2 separate regions of the Danio rerio genome follow, and region 1 is linked to region 2. A link is a contact called in public Hi-C data. All regions are on one chromosome and are shown on one strand. Each heading gives the region's core, a stretch centred on a gene start, on an enhancer-like site or on the middle of the called end of the contact. The rest is flanking DNA. Distances are from core to core; before and after follow the strand shown.

Region 1 (3,720 bases), core at 652-3,151, 450 kb before region 2:
ATGTTTTTCATGGTACTTTTTTTTTTTTTCATTTCAACACAACTTTAGCCTACATAAAGAAACTGTAGCATTTGTAGCATGTCATTAAAACTAAATCAGAAAAAAATTAAACTGCCGATTTATTTAACAAGGCTTCTTAAAGCTAAACGTACGCAGATACAACAGATATTAGCAGATATTATATAATAATGACTGTTTTCTTCCAGCCATGCGCCTAAAAGTTTTTTTCTCTTTTTAAAAATTGTTTCAGCTTAATCTTCTACCCCTTATACTTTTTTTTTAAATGTACACTAGATGGTGCCAGATGATTAAATGAGAAACGTTTGTCTTTTGTTGCGGGTCTCTGCAGTCGTTCAACATGGTTACGAACGACAGATCTCTCGATTCTAAACTAGTTAAACTGTCACATTAAGTAATATGATGTGTTTCTGTGGGTCAGGCATATATTTATCTATTTATTTTATTTTTTTATTTTATTTTTTTTATTTATTCATTCATGTACCTACTCGTTAAAAAAGTAGGCTAGTCTAAACTATGATCAGAATCTAAACAGGCTTACATTTAAGCACATTAGAAATATGTCAGGCTGTCGTTCAGCCTCAGTAAAGAAAGCAAAATGCGATAATAAAGGCATCCCTTGGGATTTGTCAATGGAAATGTGATAGAGAAACATTCTACTTCTAACATTGTCCAATAGAGGGCCCAAGAGAACGTTAGATGACTTAAGAGAGAACCCGTTTTCTTGATCTCTGAACTAACACTATTTCATAAAATGTGCAGACTAAAAGAGTAGGCTATTTTATATTTCACTGCTGGCCTGTCATGCAAAGAAAACCTGCTTTGATTGTACTTACATTTGCAATAGTTAATACTGATGTAAGCTAGAACTTTATAATTTTGTTGATTTTGCCAATTTTTAATGGAGCTGGATTATAATGGTGCTTTTTCGGAGACATTTAATCAGACACAAGCTGATGTTTTGCTCGGCTATGTATCAGCAATATACAACGATAATAATAATAATAATATTAATTATATATATATATATATATATATATATATATATATATATATATATATATATATATATATATATATATATATATATATATATATATATATATATATTAGCAAGCAACAACGATAAGAATCAATTGTCCGTTTAAATTCTACATTCTAGCCTGTTATAGCATTTCTAGACCTTTAAGTTGTGCCGTAATAAAAAAAATATATTTTTAAAAACATTAGAATGACAACACTGAATACAAATTTGATATCAGACTGATGTTGTCTATGCATTTTTGCGCATATAGTTTAATGCCGCTTTCTGAAATTAATTTATCGCTTCCACTTAGGTTAATTTGTAATTCTACAACTCTACTTACATTAACATGTGTTAATAATTTATACAGTTAAATGATGTAACAAAGCGACAGGGGTACCCATATTGCACGCTTGCAGCACACCAGAATATCTAATTTTTTAAGCCGTTGATAAAAAGTTGATATATTCCCAGACCGACACGGTGGTTAGAGTGTTTATTTAGATTTCACTCAATAACTCTTTCGATGATCAAAATGACAGGAAGAAATACCAGTATGACTTAATAAAAGTGAATGTTAATCAAGTGAAAATGATTAAACAAACATTTGTTTAGGGATAACTGTCTCATGACGCAAAATTATATAATATGCAAATATTTTAACATTGTCAAAATTAAAACAAAAAGTGGGAAATGTCACACTGCTCCTGCTCTTGAAGCAGGAATCTCAACTTTTACCTTTTTCAGGTGTCGTTGTCGTACACGTGCCCATAGTAGAGCGCATGCGCCGTGAGGTGGTTCTCTGTTTTTATTGCCAGGTGAGTAGATTTTGTTCAGGTAAAGTGGAATTTTGCTTAAGGACACAAGACCCAATGATATTGTGTCATGTACCACATTCAGAAAGAAGAGACAAGAATGTCACTAATGGGCAAAATGGGAGACTGGCAGGTACGTTCTCTTCCTTAAGATATGAGGGTGATGCTGCTTTTACTTTTAATGAGTATTAAACCTTTTCTGATGAACGTTTTATATATATAACAGTTAATGATTAAAAGCCTTTAAATAAAAAGCTACGAGCTAAAACTGTATCACCCTAGATCTCCGTTAGAGACTGAGTGAAGAAAGGGGTGAGGAAAATGATCAGATTTCTCTTTAAAAAAACACTCTTTATGTAGTCAGAAAAGGGCAACTTTGCTGTTAGAACATGAATATGCCTACTTATTTAGGCTATTTTACTTTCTGCTTTAATTATTTTATTTTAGTCTATTTGCTGTTTTTTTATTGTTCGGTCTTTGCAGGCCTTCGTATACATTTTTCTATGGCAGGATAAATGGGAAAAACTATATTACTATTTTCTCTCTACGTTTGTTATCACACTGTTTTACTGTGCACTGCGTCCCTGTGCACTGTCCTTAAGTATTGTGGTCCAGAGTAAAAAATAACACAAGGGATTTTAGATTTTTGTCACACGAGTATACAATTTTCTCATTATGAAAATTGCGACAAAGTTTTAGGAATGCAGACTAGTTCTTAATTTTCTTTTGTGCGACTGGTTTCAGCGATGCGGACCCCCAATCAATAAGCAGCGAACAACAAAGCAGCACACCCCATTCATATCTACTGCGCGTTTCTCTGCCTCTCCTAATCATCATTGTGTCTTAGTTTCTTTCGGCCTCTCATTAATGACAACTGGACTCACCCCACCAAAAATGGTAATGGAGGTAATGGAAAGACAACGCCTTAGACTCGGCGACCTGTCTTCTGACCTCATTCACATTTAACAAGCCATGTTGTTGTGTTAATTATTTACATTTATCAAATTGCGCCGTTACACGTTGTAAATAGATGTATGCTTACTGAAGAATCGACTTTTAGCATAACATTATTGCGAGTATTTTACAGGCAAACGTTCACTGTAGGACTAAAACAACATTTTACAGTTGCCAGACTGGGCGCAATTTTATTTTGGCCAACCGAATCAAGAAAATGCAACAAAAGCGTGTTGTTTAATAAACAGCCTATTTTACAAACTGCTCGTGAGGTGTAGCCTAAATTCGAAATTTATGAATACTGTTTGAAAGATTATTTGTTCATGGTTCAAGTGCATGAATTATCCCAACTGGATGATTAATTCAAATAAACAGGAGAAGCTCTCATTCACCACTTATATTAGCCCCTGTAATTTACCGTTCCCTTTTGAAATACAAATGAAACGCAGTGAAGGTATTCTTGCTGGAATTCTCGTTGCAGTTTCTACCTGTGTATATTCATTGGCTTTGCTCTCTTGATATGCTAATGAGGGTTATTACAGTAGCGATCGAGTCTCTCTCTTCCACCATTAGAGGGAGATCTGAGCGCGCAGCTCGAGCCTTGTATGCACTGTGTCAAACTCAAGCGAAGGCGCACTGCACTCTATCCACAACCAATGAAAATGCTTTGGAAATTAACTGATAATATTAAATATGAAGACTTCGAGGTAAGCGGCTTAACCAGGCTTTTGATACAAAATGTTGCATGATATTTATTTAATTTTGGAACGGTTTAACTTTTCTTGTTCAGTTTGTTTTATTTTACTGAGTTGCTGTTTTGCTGCTATTTAATTTAGAGTAAGAAGTGATAAATGCAATTTTGTGATAAGTGATTAAAACGGCATGATCCATAGCACATAGCTTAATTGT
Region 2 (3,822 bases), core at 520-3,019:
ACATTTCTATAACACAATGGCCAGTCCCAGTCCTTTAACTTTATTGCATGATAGGTATTCAAAGAAAGCTTGTAATTCATATAACACTATTCAAGTATTTCACTGTATTTCTCCTCTAGTCTGTGTGTCATAAACTACTTTAGTTTCTAAAGTAAAAAATAAAAATAAAATCAACTGTATATACATACAGATGAGAATTATTCGCTAGTTAGCCTTTGATAGCCATACACTTTGAAGTCCTTCCTCTTAACCCTAGGTTGCAAGGGCTAAGGGGAAGGGGTAGGGTACAAAAATAGAATTGGGATTGGCCTTGGTGCTGCTAACGTCATCAAAATGGTTCTAGGGCCCACAAGATATGCTATCCCTTATGTTCAAGACATAAAATCAGCATTTCAGCTTTTCCTTACACCATCAGTTGAACATTATATATATGAAATGACAAATGTAGAGAGGAGGAGGGTCTATGGGGACAACTGCAAAAACTTGTATGTGATTGATTAAAAAGCCTACATTGGGGTACTCATTTTGGCATGAGTGTACAAGTCCAAAGGAGAAGCAAAAGCAATATAAACAACAAAAATATATGCCAATGCAAAGTACCAAACTAATAAAACAACAACTATATATATATATATATATATATATATATATATATATATATATATATATATATATATATATATATATAGTTTTCATGCTGATTTGTAAACTTGTTAAAAGTAATGCAATAGGTAATCTGTGTTAATTGAATAACATTTCTAATAACTGATTTATTTTATCTTTGCCATGATGAAAGTAAATAATATTTGAGTAGATATTTTTCAAGACACTTCTATAGAGATTAAAGTGATATTTGAACACTTAACTAGATTAATTAGGCAGGATAGGATAATTAGGCAAGTTACTGTATAAGAATGGTTTGTTCTGTAGAATATCGAAAAACTTAGCTTAAAAGGGCTAATAATCTGTAAATCATTTGTACTTATTATTATTATTATTATTTATTCATATTCATATTCATATTTTATTTATTTATATTTATTTGTTTATTTATTGTTTTTTCTTTTTTTGTTTTATATGTTATGTTATGTTTTGTTATTTTATTTTATTTTATTTTGTTTTGTTTTATTTTATTTTATTTTATGTTATTTATTTATTTATTTATTTATTTATTTATTTATTTATTATTTTTTATTTTATTTATTTATTTATTTATTTATTTATTTATTTATTCATTTATTTTATTTTATTTTATTTTATTTTATTTTATTTTATTTTATTTTATTTTATTTTACAATTCCGAACATTCCCTGGGATCATCGAAGTCTTATTTTGTCCATCAAGAGCTCTCTGTCCAAAACCACAGTAGCATCGCACTCTCTCTTTCTTTCTTTCTCTCTCCCTCTCTCTCTCTGTTAATGCACGACATTCAACAAACCCTCAGATCCAATCTGATATACATAACTATCGGTCAGATGGTTATCACTGCGCAAATGTTTTTCAGTTGTAGTCAAATAACGGGGCTGAACAAACGAAAGATAACCCTCAGAAGGAACACAAACACTTGGGGGTGATTTTTGGTAATTTAGTAAATTGGTGCTTTCTGGGGGCTTTGAATGAAGGCCTTTGTCCGGCCTCAACCAGGATCACAAGTGTTATTGATGCTAATAATATACTTCAGCAAACAGAGAGCTCTACAGCAGGTTAAACGGGTGATAGGAGCCCCTGCTCACAGTGTTGACCGAAGGATCACGAGAGTCTAGCAGGAGTTCATTATAATAAGCCCGGCTCAGAGAAGAATCCCAGGCATTTGCCTTGCTAGCCTATGAGTAGCAGCCATGTCAGTCACGTGACTCCACCATGAAATGTCTCATGATCAGCAATGATGGAGTGTCAGACCCGAGACCTTCATTATGTCAGAATATCTCCATATCACATTTATGCGTGAGCGCGAGGCTTTTGGGATGAATCTCTCACGGTGTAGGGTGCTGGGTGAGATTAGCCCGAATCACTACACTCGAGATCGGCCAACCACACAAAAGAGCACATTTTTTTAGCCCTGCGTATAATTGTTTCACTTGTGACCACAGAGACTAGCTGTCTCCTTCTGCCCATCACCTTTTTGTCTTCTCGTTTTTCTTCTTTTCAGACTTTGAATGTACAGAGGGAAGTCGAGTTATATGTTCGTCTCTGATGTGAATAACAGACACATACATCCCTGCGGACAGTATACTGTGTTGACAATGGCTGCCAAACCTGGCTGATGTCACCAGGGTAATGTTGCACACTAATGGATGTTTTTTTGAAAAGCCTGTGCGAATGCTTTGAGAGATTTTTTTTTTTTACACTGTGAAATGCAAAGGCTCATTTACACTTGAGTTCTGTGTACGTTTTTTTTTTCTTCCCCTTCATAAATGATTTCATGATCACAGCATGTTCTGATCTGCTCAGTGGACTGAAGACATTATTCAAACGTATGCTCGCCATCGCTTCACGCGTCCAGTCTTTGAGGGAGCGAGTGATAAGATGCACTGGGTCGGTCAGACGGAAAGATTCAGGACAAAAGAAGTGTGTCAACATTTCTACTTCAAAACATCTTTTGTGTGACATGCAGCCCTGTTTGTATTAGTAATATTTCATGCATGAATGTTAAAGAGTTGTTCCAACAAATACACTGACAAAATGAAACGATTTTTGCAAACTTGGTGCGAACAATTTATATGGGCTGAATTTAAACAAACACATTAAATTTACTAATGTTTAAATTAATTACTCTGAAAAAAAATTATTCAAAGATGATTCTTTGGATTTACTTTTGTTTTTTACGTTAAGTGGTTGTAAAAAAATTATTTGGGCTGAATTTAAACAAACAAAGTTGAACATTATTAAATTGTAATTTGTTTGTTGAAATTCAACACAGATAATTTGCTTGCAACAGTTTTGCACACAACATTTTTTTTTTCAGTGTAGTTTGTTTAATTCAGCCTAAATAAATTGTTTACAAGCCCATACAGTACCCTAAAAAATAGTAAATCCAATGAAACATTTTTTTTCAGAGTACAGTTAAACTCAAAATGATTAGCCTTGGGTAAAATGTTCATTCTTTTAATATTAATTCCCAAGTATTGTTTAACGGAGAGACACACTGTAAAAAATAATACCCTATATCTACCTAATAAAATTGAGGGAACAAATTACAAGCAATATTATTAATTAATTCAACAAATATGGATTGAGTATCAATTAATTAAATTGGCTTATTTAAAATAAGTCATTTAAAATAAGTAACTGCGAATAGTACTTAAAATAATTAGCAAATTTTAACCAAAATTATTGGTTTAATTATTGATTGGTGTAACAGAAACTGATTGTAAATTTGAAAATGCTTATTTTAATTAAGTTGGATTTAATTAATATTTTCTCTTCTTTAAATTATTCAAAAATCAGAGCAAATGTGTGTGAAATTTCAGCTGTCGTTTGTTCAAAATTTTGGTGTCAAATGATGCTTCAAAAATCATTCTAATATGCTCATTTCATGCTAAGTTATTATGAACTTTTATTGGTAGTCAAAGATTCTAAATAATAACTATATATTAATAGATAAATAGTCTGTCCTTTTACTAAGAAAAAAATTATTGTGTCTATTCAATAAATCAAAATAATCTAAAAAAATGAATGGCCTTGTCTCTTTATTTATCTAAGGTTGCCACAGTGGAATTAATCACTAACTTATCCAGCATATGTTTTACACAGCGGTTGCCTTTCCAGCTGCAACCCAACACTGGGAAACACCCATACACGCTTAATTCACACACATGCACT

The links. A called contact is a pair of places that touch in the nucleus more often than the background predicts.
Region 1: a contact with region 2 is called in a Hi-C map of an unstated tissue, with 3 times the contacts expected there. The contact joins the promoter of tfap2a here to the enhancer-like site in region 2. A contact is called at or near these places in 1 of 18 Hi-C or Micro-C datasets (an unstated tissue) and 1 of 4 datasets of contacts at active chromatin or transcription factors (embryo).

What each region holds. Positions count from the first base shown.
Region 1 is chr24:9,078,863-9,082,582 of GRCz12tu, reverse strand. It overlaps tfap2a (transcription factor AP-2 alpha), which reads left to right and starts at 1,901. Exons shown (of 7, transcript NM_001319158.1): 1 at 1,901-1,990. The coding sequence starts at 1,928. It also overlaps a transcript of tmem14ca not described here.
Region 2 is chr24:8,631,003-8,634,824 of GRCz12tu, reverse strand. No RefSeq gene overlaps it. Among named protein-coding and RNA genes, the nearest start is that of slc35b3, 210 kb to the right of the region's middle. Within about 2 kb of position 1,769, at least 5 of the 62 cell types and tissues checked have an H3K27ac peak or open chromatin away from gene starts, as enhancers often do.